Linked DNA regions of Mus musculus: region 2 is linked to region 1. Evidence: chromatin contacts called from public promoter capture Hi-C data. All regions are on one chromosome and are shown on one strand. The core of a region is the stretch at or near the end of the contact, and the rest is flanking DNA. Distances in the headings are between cores, read along the strand shown. Region 1 holds the start of Rsrc1 (arginine/serine-rich coiled-coil 1). Region 2 holds the start of Kpna4 (karyopherin (importin) alpha 4).

Region 1 (3,827 bases), core at 1,152-3,651:
TCTCCTCTAAGCCACGGCTTGCTGTGTGATTTGTAGCTATGCAAATACTTATTTGCTCACACAAAAGAATGTTTACATATGAAATGTTACATTTACTTGAATATGTAAACAAATATACCTCTTTAAGTGGCAGTTTGGGGGGGCATTTTCAGTATACTGAATATTAATGAGTTTTGTTTGATGTTAAAAGATAATGTTTTCGTTCTCTTGGATCCAGTACTCAGTAAAAATGAAAGCAGTTACAGGCCATTAATATGTATATCTTCTACTTATTGATTAGAACAACAAAACACACTTAGCCAATAATTTCAGAAGTTCTACCCAAACAACCTAAAACATTGGTAAAGAGAACACAGAATTGTGGTACATAATGTATTCTCAGTCGAGAATTTAAGTGTAATTTAAGACGTTCCATAACTTCTTGTAATACTAACTACATTGCACATTTAAAGGACATGAAAATAAAGCTTATTAGAAATGTTGCTTTACTTTTTCTTTGACATTATCCTTCCTTCTAGAAACATTTCCCACCCTGCTTTTAGGACAAAGGCATACCTTTACATGGTTAACAGCGATTGCATTAAACATTTAGGTATTATTGAAGTACATGAACTCTTGCTTTTATTATTTCACAAGACTCAAAACCTTACTGCTTCCTAACTTCTATGAATTTAGGAGCAATGTCACATTGAGCATCGGTCTGCTATCTGTAACACTGTAATTCCGGAGAATAATCACAGAATTTTACTCTTTTGTGAAACTGTTTAAAAAAGATCATTTAGTAATGGGATCCACTAAGTTGACATGGTGTTTCAGTAGCTTTCAACCTCTATGACGAAATACATATTCGTAAACACCTCCCAAATAGCCCCTGCTAGAAGCCTGGTAAGAGATCAGGAGACCCCCAGACGCTTCTTCATCCTTTTAACCACAGGACTTAAATACAAACGCTTATGCCATCTTCTGTACTAGAAGGATGACCACTTTAAAGGTAACCAGAGAAAGATCAGGCATGACTATCCTGTAATTTGAACCAATAGATTTCTCTATTATTTCATCTTCTTGACTCATTCTAACTATAGGGGTGGTAGATGAAGCAATGATAAATCTCCAGTGTCTGACTCCCATTTGTGTAAAGGAAGTTTAATTTAAAATTTTTATTAGCATATAATTGTATGGTTTTCTTTATGAACTTTTCACATATGGAAACATACACCTCTTCTGTTAGCCTCTTATATCCCCCCCCCCATTCCCTTCCTCGCCATCCCCAATAGTCCCTCTTTTAGGAAGTTTCAGTTTTAAGAAATTAAAAGTTTGGAAATTGTATTAATAAAAGCTATGAAGTATGATGTTTCACCAAACAGCAAATATTTTCCTGAGAAAAGACATTTCAAAGCCTTTATTTTATTTTATTTTATTTTATTTTACTTTGTCAAAGTTTTGAAAGGAACATTGACTTTAAAACTCAGGAGACAGCCTATGGACAGATACAAAAATAATCAGGACCCCCCCCCCCCAAGAGTTCCCCCAGTTTTTGAATTATTTAAAACAAACATGTAGTGTTGTGGTTTTGTTTTAAAAGAGTCCCTCAAAACTGGCTAGTTAAGGTCCAGTTACTTTCCAGGAATAAACCTATACTGGAAGTGAGTTCCATCTCAAATCTCTGTGGAAATCTGAACCTTAGTATCTAGCTAACAGTAGGCCTGAATCCAAGTTAATATTTTATATATCTCCTCATTTTTGTTTCCTTATACTAAATCATGAAAGAAAAGTCATACAAGGAAAATATTGTATATTACAGAAAATGCCACGTTTCTTTAATTTCGGTAATAGAAGCTTCTTTCTTTCTTTCTTTCTTTCTTTCTTTCTTTCTTATAAATCTACCCATTTACTTTCTCTTCTAGAGGAACCTTCTCCTATCGGGCAGATTTCTTCCTCCTATCTAACAGTTTCTTTAATAGGAGAAACTAATTGCTTCCAATCCGTGAATGCCTTCACCTTCATGGCAGGAAAAAAAAAAAAAACCCACCGATTTTAATGTATTTTTTTGCAAATAAATCATTACAGTTTAATCACACACGACTCTATGCAGACACACTCCCATGATTTATTATTGTTGGGCGAATTTCCACCTCGCTCAACAGGAACTAACCAATTTTGCTCTACGCGGATGTCTTAAACATAACTTCTTACGATGTAGATGTTTGCTGATTATCTGTGACGATAACGGCGAATACTAAGGCAGTAACATCCCATAGTACCACCTTTATTGCTTTTGGAGAATAAGAAAATCCAATTATGCAAACACGCAAAACAAACATTAAACAAAAAATTGGCGGCATGACAATCCACTCGCTCGGCATTCCTAATGGTCCAGCAGCCTGCATCGACGCACTCGACAGCTCGGCTGAAGCTGCCTGGTGCTGGAACCAGGAAGGCGCTGAGCTTAAATTGAAGCAAGTTCTGAGGACGCCGGTGGCGCCGTGGTTAGAAGAGGGGGTTCCAGGTCCCCACGTCGGGAGGTGCGAACCCGAAGGTCGAGCCAGGTGATGCCGGCGTCCAGAGCTTGGGGGCGGCGCCCGCGAAGGAGGCGTAGCGAGGCCCAGCTCTGCGGGAGGCGGCGTGGGGCCTGGCGCAGTCTGTGGCCAGGAGCTCGCCGAGGGTTGGGCCTGGGCCCGCGGCGTGCGGTTTGTAGCCGTGCGCATGCGCCCCGCACCTTGCAGGGTCCCAGCCTGCTGGCTCTGGGCGAGGGGGTCGCCGGAGTGGTCGCGGGTGGCGAGCGGCCGCAGGCCCCAGGCTTGGCCTACAGTGTGGAGTTGATGTGGAGAGGTAGCCCCCAGTCCGCGGGTCCCGCGGGTCCTCGATCGCCGTTCCTCGGATTCCCAGTTGTCCTTCCTTTTTAGCCAGGTTCACTCTCACCTCCTCCAGGTAGTCGGAGCGAGGGGGAGGCTGTGGCTAAGTGTGCACGGAATCCCCACCCCTTCTCCTGTCTATCGGATGCTTGTTGGCTGGAGAGAGAATACATGGTTAGACAGACCCTTCCTGTCTTGACATATACACACATCACTTTAAACAGTCTGTGAATTTACCTTCTAGACTTTTGGTCATGTGACCAGATAGTTAACTCCTGAACTCATTCACCTTTCTCAGGAGTTACAATGGATGTTGTCTGCCCTCGATTTTAGGTTATTATTAATGTAATTTCTGAGTTGTATTTAAAATGTTTATTGAGGGGGGGGGGAAAGCTCTAGATTTGCCAGCAGCCCAGTTTTGTCCCTACTAAGTACTAGGTTGTTAAATAAATTCACACATCATGTGCTGGCATATGAAGGTATTCGAGTTGTCATCTTTGAACTTAGATGTAAAAGCTCCCAGTGAAGTAGCTACGTAGAGTTTTCAGGTTTTAAGGAGTGGAGCAGATGTGACAGGTACAACCATGTGGGGAAAGCAGCTCTCCTTTGAGAGCTTCTCCAGTCTTAGAGTTTATGAATATTCACTTTCTTTGCAGACAAAGGAGATTTCTTGCTAAGTGGTAGCACTTTATGACTGTATGTTCAATAAGAAGGCTAAAAATGTCTGAAGCTGAAAAAGACAAAGGCAGCTGGCACTTGTCTGTTAATTGGCCTCGATGACCCAGTCTCTACATATTCAGCGTGGAGAGTTGTGATGTGAATTGGTTGTCATAGGGTTGTTGTAGTGCATTTACAGATAACTTTCTTCTGGTTTCACTCCCAGAATATGGGAAGGAAGTCCTGTGATTTGTTAGTTTAAAAAGAGACACTAAATAATCTACAGAACGTTGTTGCAACAGTAGTTTTTTTTCTAAT
Region 2 (3,676 bases), core at 590-3,089, 2.1 Mb after region 1:
ATTTAATGACAACTATGAACTATACATTTAAAAAGTTGGCTTTTGTTACATGTAAATTACTCCAATAAAGAGATTAAATTTGGGAGCTGAAGAAATGGTTCAGTTCTAAGCACTCACATGGCAGCTCCCAGCTGGAAGCAACTCCACTTCCAAAGGATGGGCTCCCTGGCCACAGGGCACACACATGATGCACATACACACACATCCAGACAAAACACCCCTATACACAAATCTAAAAAAAAATTTTTTTTTTTAAATTTCTTCCACTATAAAAAATGATCACAAAGATAAGCATCCTTAACTTTCAAACAATCTCTAAATAGCAACACACACCCTGGGACATACAGTTCTTCTAACGACTGCAATAAGCTAAAAGAGGATAAACTACATTAAAAGACTGACTGGCATTGGGAAAAGTCAACAAAAGTTGCCATCTCTATCCCGAAAATGCTCAAATTCAGGAACCGACCACAGCAGTCTGAAGAAGTTACCAGAACATAAAAGGGGATAAGAAGCTAAAAGCTTGACTTTTTTTTTAAATTCCCTATATTAAAAAAAAAAGTCACAATGGAAAGAAACTGTGTGCTTAATACATCGAACCTTGGAAGCAACTGTGTCTATGACAACGAAGCCTTCTTCCCCCCTTTAAAATAATACGTGATGGTGTCAGTCCATAGCCTACCGGATTCCTCACTGCCACCACCACCAGGAGGTGGAGAGAAAGGATACCGAGAAGACTAGGGGATGACAGCTTTGTATAACCCTTTGGACTTTTCTATGTAAGAATGCAAACTGGTGGTCTCTTCTCAGAGAGGAGTAAAAAGATCTGTGGACAAGCTCAAATAAGGCGGTGGAGGCAGGTGATCTTTTGACTGGAAAGGGACACATCGTGAGCCACATCTTTGAATCAGCTAGGACCAAACTGAAACCCAGGCCGCTGGAAGGCACTGCTTAGCATCACCAGGACCGCCTCTCGCGGCGGGGGTGGCTTTTTTTTCTTTCTTTCTTTCTTTCTTTCTTTCTTTTTCTCCAGCGGAGAAGTTGACTCCTGTAGTTTGGACATTGAAGTAAAACCAGAGTCGGGGCGATTAGGAAAACCTGCATGTGGAGGCGTCTCGGGCCCGGAGAAGTTCCGAGGTCGCCGCTCGCTCCCCCATCGCCCTCCACCCGCGACGCTTGGCGTCGGGGGCTCGAGCAGAGCCTGAGCTTCCGCCGCTGCGGGGCCTCCGCCGCGGCTGATATGCCCGCCGCCCTCACCCGTGTCTGGCCGGCTCGACAGGACAGGCCTAGGCCGCACCCGGCGGGCCCCGGCGCTGTCGCCGGCGGAGGCGGAGCAGGCCCGGCACAAACTTCCCGGCGCGGCGCCCGCGTCACGGCCGCTCGCCCGCCCGCCCAGCGCCATGCCGGCCGCCGCGCCCGCCCGACTCCGTACGCACCCCGCGTCCCGCCGGGGGCCGGAGGCCGCGGACCCCACTGTACCTCCAAGTCACGGCCTTTGTTCTTAAAATTCTTGAGCCGTTGGTTGTCCAATTTCTCGTTGTCCGCCATGGCCGGGCCGGCGACTCTCCCCACCCGCCCGGGCCCCGCGGGATCCGCCCCAACCACCGCGCCGCACAGACGCTCCCAGGAAGCCGGCCGCCGCCTGCGTCGCCCGCCCGTCCGCTCGCTTCCTCTCGCCCGCCGGGCCTCCGCTTCCTGGCTGGCCTCTCCTGCCCTGAGCTCGGGTACCACAGCAGCTCTGGCGAAGACGACTGCGGGGCCAGCGGCGGCGGCGGCAACGGCGGCGGAATGTGCTGCCGGCTGAGAGGGGGAGGCAGCCTCGATCTGAGGGCCCGGCTTTACGGCCACGCCCATCGCCGCCAACCCGGTCCGCCGATTGGCCGGCCGGGCTCCGGAGTGCTTAGCCAATCAAAAGGGACGATGGAGAGCGGGGGACGGAAGAGCGAAAGGAAAGGGGAAGGGAGAGTCTGGGGCAGGAAAGGGACGGGGCGCAGGAGCTTGGGAGGGGAGGGGTCACGCGCGGAGGGAGAAACCCGAGGCAGCCGAAGAGCAGCAGATCCGGGAGCGGGCGGGGATGGGCAGGGTGTAGTGGTCCTGGTTATGGTGGGATGATTCCCGGGGTGGCTTTAGATGTTGGGGTTCTGAACTTCGTTCTTTTCTCCCCCGGTGTTACTTGAGCGCTTCATTCACTTTGGAAGGCAAAGAGGTGTGTCTAAGCTACATGTGAAGTCCTAAACCCTGAGTCCTGTTCTGGGAACTGCGAACCAACCTAGGACCCGGCATCGTGGCTAGGACTGACTACGGTGATGTGCATTCTGAAAACTGAAGGGAAAGCTAGAGGGACCCGGTAGGAAAAGGAAGGTAGAAGGTTCGCAACAGGTAGAAACTTGAGAAAAATTGGTCCTTCCCTAATACCCCCATTTTGAGCAGTTTCTCTTGGGAAATTAAACTGCTTGATCACAAAGTATTAATTTATAGAGAATGACGACTATGAGCCATGACATAGCAAATGCAACATTGTGACTCTTGATAAAGGAAGTTAATCCCAAAGAAACCTCTTAACCAGGAACATTGTAACCAAAGGCGGATGTAAAACAGGTACAAAAGAGCCTCTCAAATTTTTCAGAATCGCTCCGGGCCGGTGACTCGGTTTGTAATCGTAGCTACTGGGCAAGAGGAGGAGCTGTTAAAGTAGCCCAAGAGCAAGGCCAGCCAGAGCAAGAGTCCAAAGCCACTTCGAGCAGTTTAGTGACACTTCCCCTCTTCTCTTGCGGGTTCATCTCAAGATAAATTAATAATAATAATAATAATAATAATAATAATAATAATAGAAATACAACTCATTGGAAGAAGCTAATTATGCTGGAGGCCCTAGGCTCAGAAAAGAGAGTGAGGACATGTTTTCAAAACTATATTTAAGCTGAGCATAGTGATCCACACGTTAAATCTAGCAAAGGCAGGTGGAGATGAGTTTGAGGCCAGCTGAGCTACATCATAATACCCTGTCTAAAAACAAACAAATGTGTGTGTTCATTTATCAATTATTAGTTCCCCAAATTGTGTGGTTTTTGTGAAGCAGTGGCAGTTCAGAGTCAGAAGGAAGAGGAAAGCTAAATGTGTCTGAACTTGGCAAAAAACTCTATTACAAAACCCTTTGGGAACATTTGGCTTCTGGTTCTTTCTGGTATATTTTGTTTGGGCAGAACCACATGCAGAAATGAATGTTTAGGATGCGAATATTTTATAAACCCCTTATATAAAGTCAAAGGAGGATGCTTTTGTAAGGTATAATACAAAGACAATGGGTTCAACAAGATAAAGGATTGAGTTCTTTTGGGAATGGGGGATAAAGAGAACTGCAGGATAGGAGCCTCTTGAAGATAACTTATAATGGAATGGTGGGAACAACCCTTTAGATACAAAGTAATGCCTTCCAAATAAGTCTTTGGTATTTTGTATACTTTCTGCTGGGCTTGGCGAACAAGCATTTTGGAAGTAATTCACACTGAGGGTTAACTTGAATGTAAGTTGAATTCAGAACTTAAAATTCAGATGAAGTTCATTATGTGTGTGTGGCATGTCGGCATATTCAGGTATACACATCTTTGTGCAAATGAGGACAAAACAAGATATCCTACATTGTTATTGCGCTCCACCTTATGGCCCGAGACAAGGT

The links. Promoter capture Hi-C pulls out the DNA fragments that hold promoters and counts their contacts.
Region 2: a contact with region 1 is called in a promoter capture Hi-C map of liver, with 2.4 times the contacts expected there. The contact joins the promoter of Kpna4 here to the promoter of Rsrc1 in region 1. A contact is called at or near these places in 2 of 39 promoter capture datasets (liver and pre-B cells).

Annotation. Positions count from the first base shown.
Region 1 is chr3:66,983,261-66,987,087 of GRCm38.p6, forward strand. Rsrc1 (arginine/serine-rich coiled-coil 1) reads left to right here and starts at 2,402. Exons shown (of 10, transcript NM_025822.4): 1 at 2,402-2,546.
Region 2 is chr3:69,125,253-69,128,928 of GRCm38.p6, forward strand. Kpna4 (karyopherin (importin) alpha 4) reads right to left here and starts at 1,840. Exons shown (of 17, transcript NM_008467.4): 1 at 1,480-1,840. The coding sequence starts at 1,548.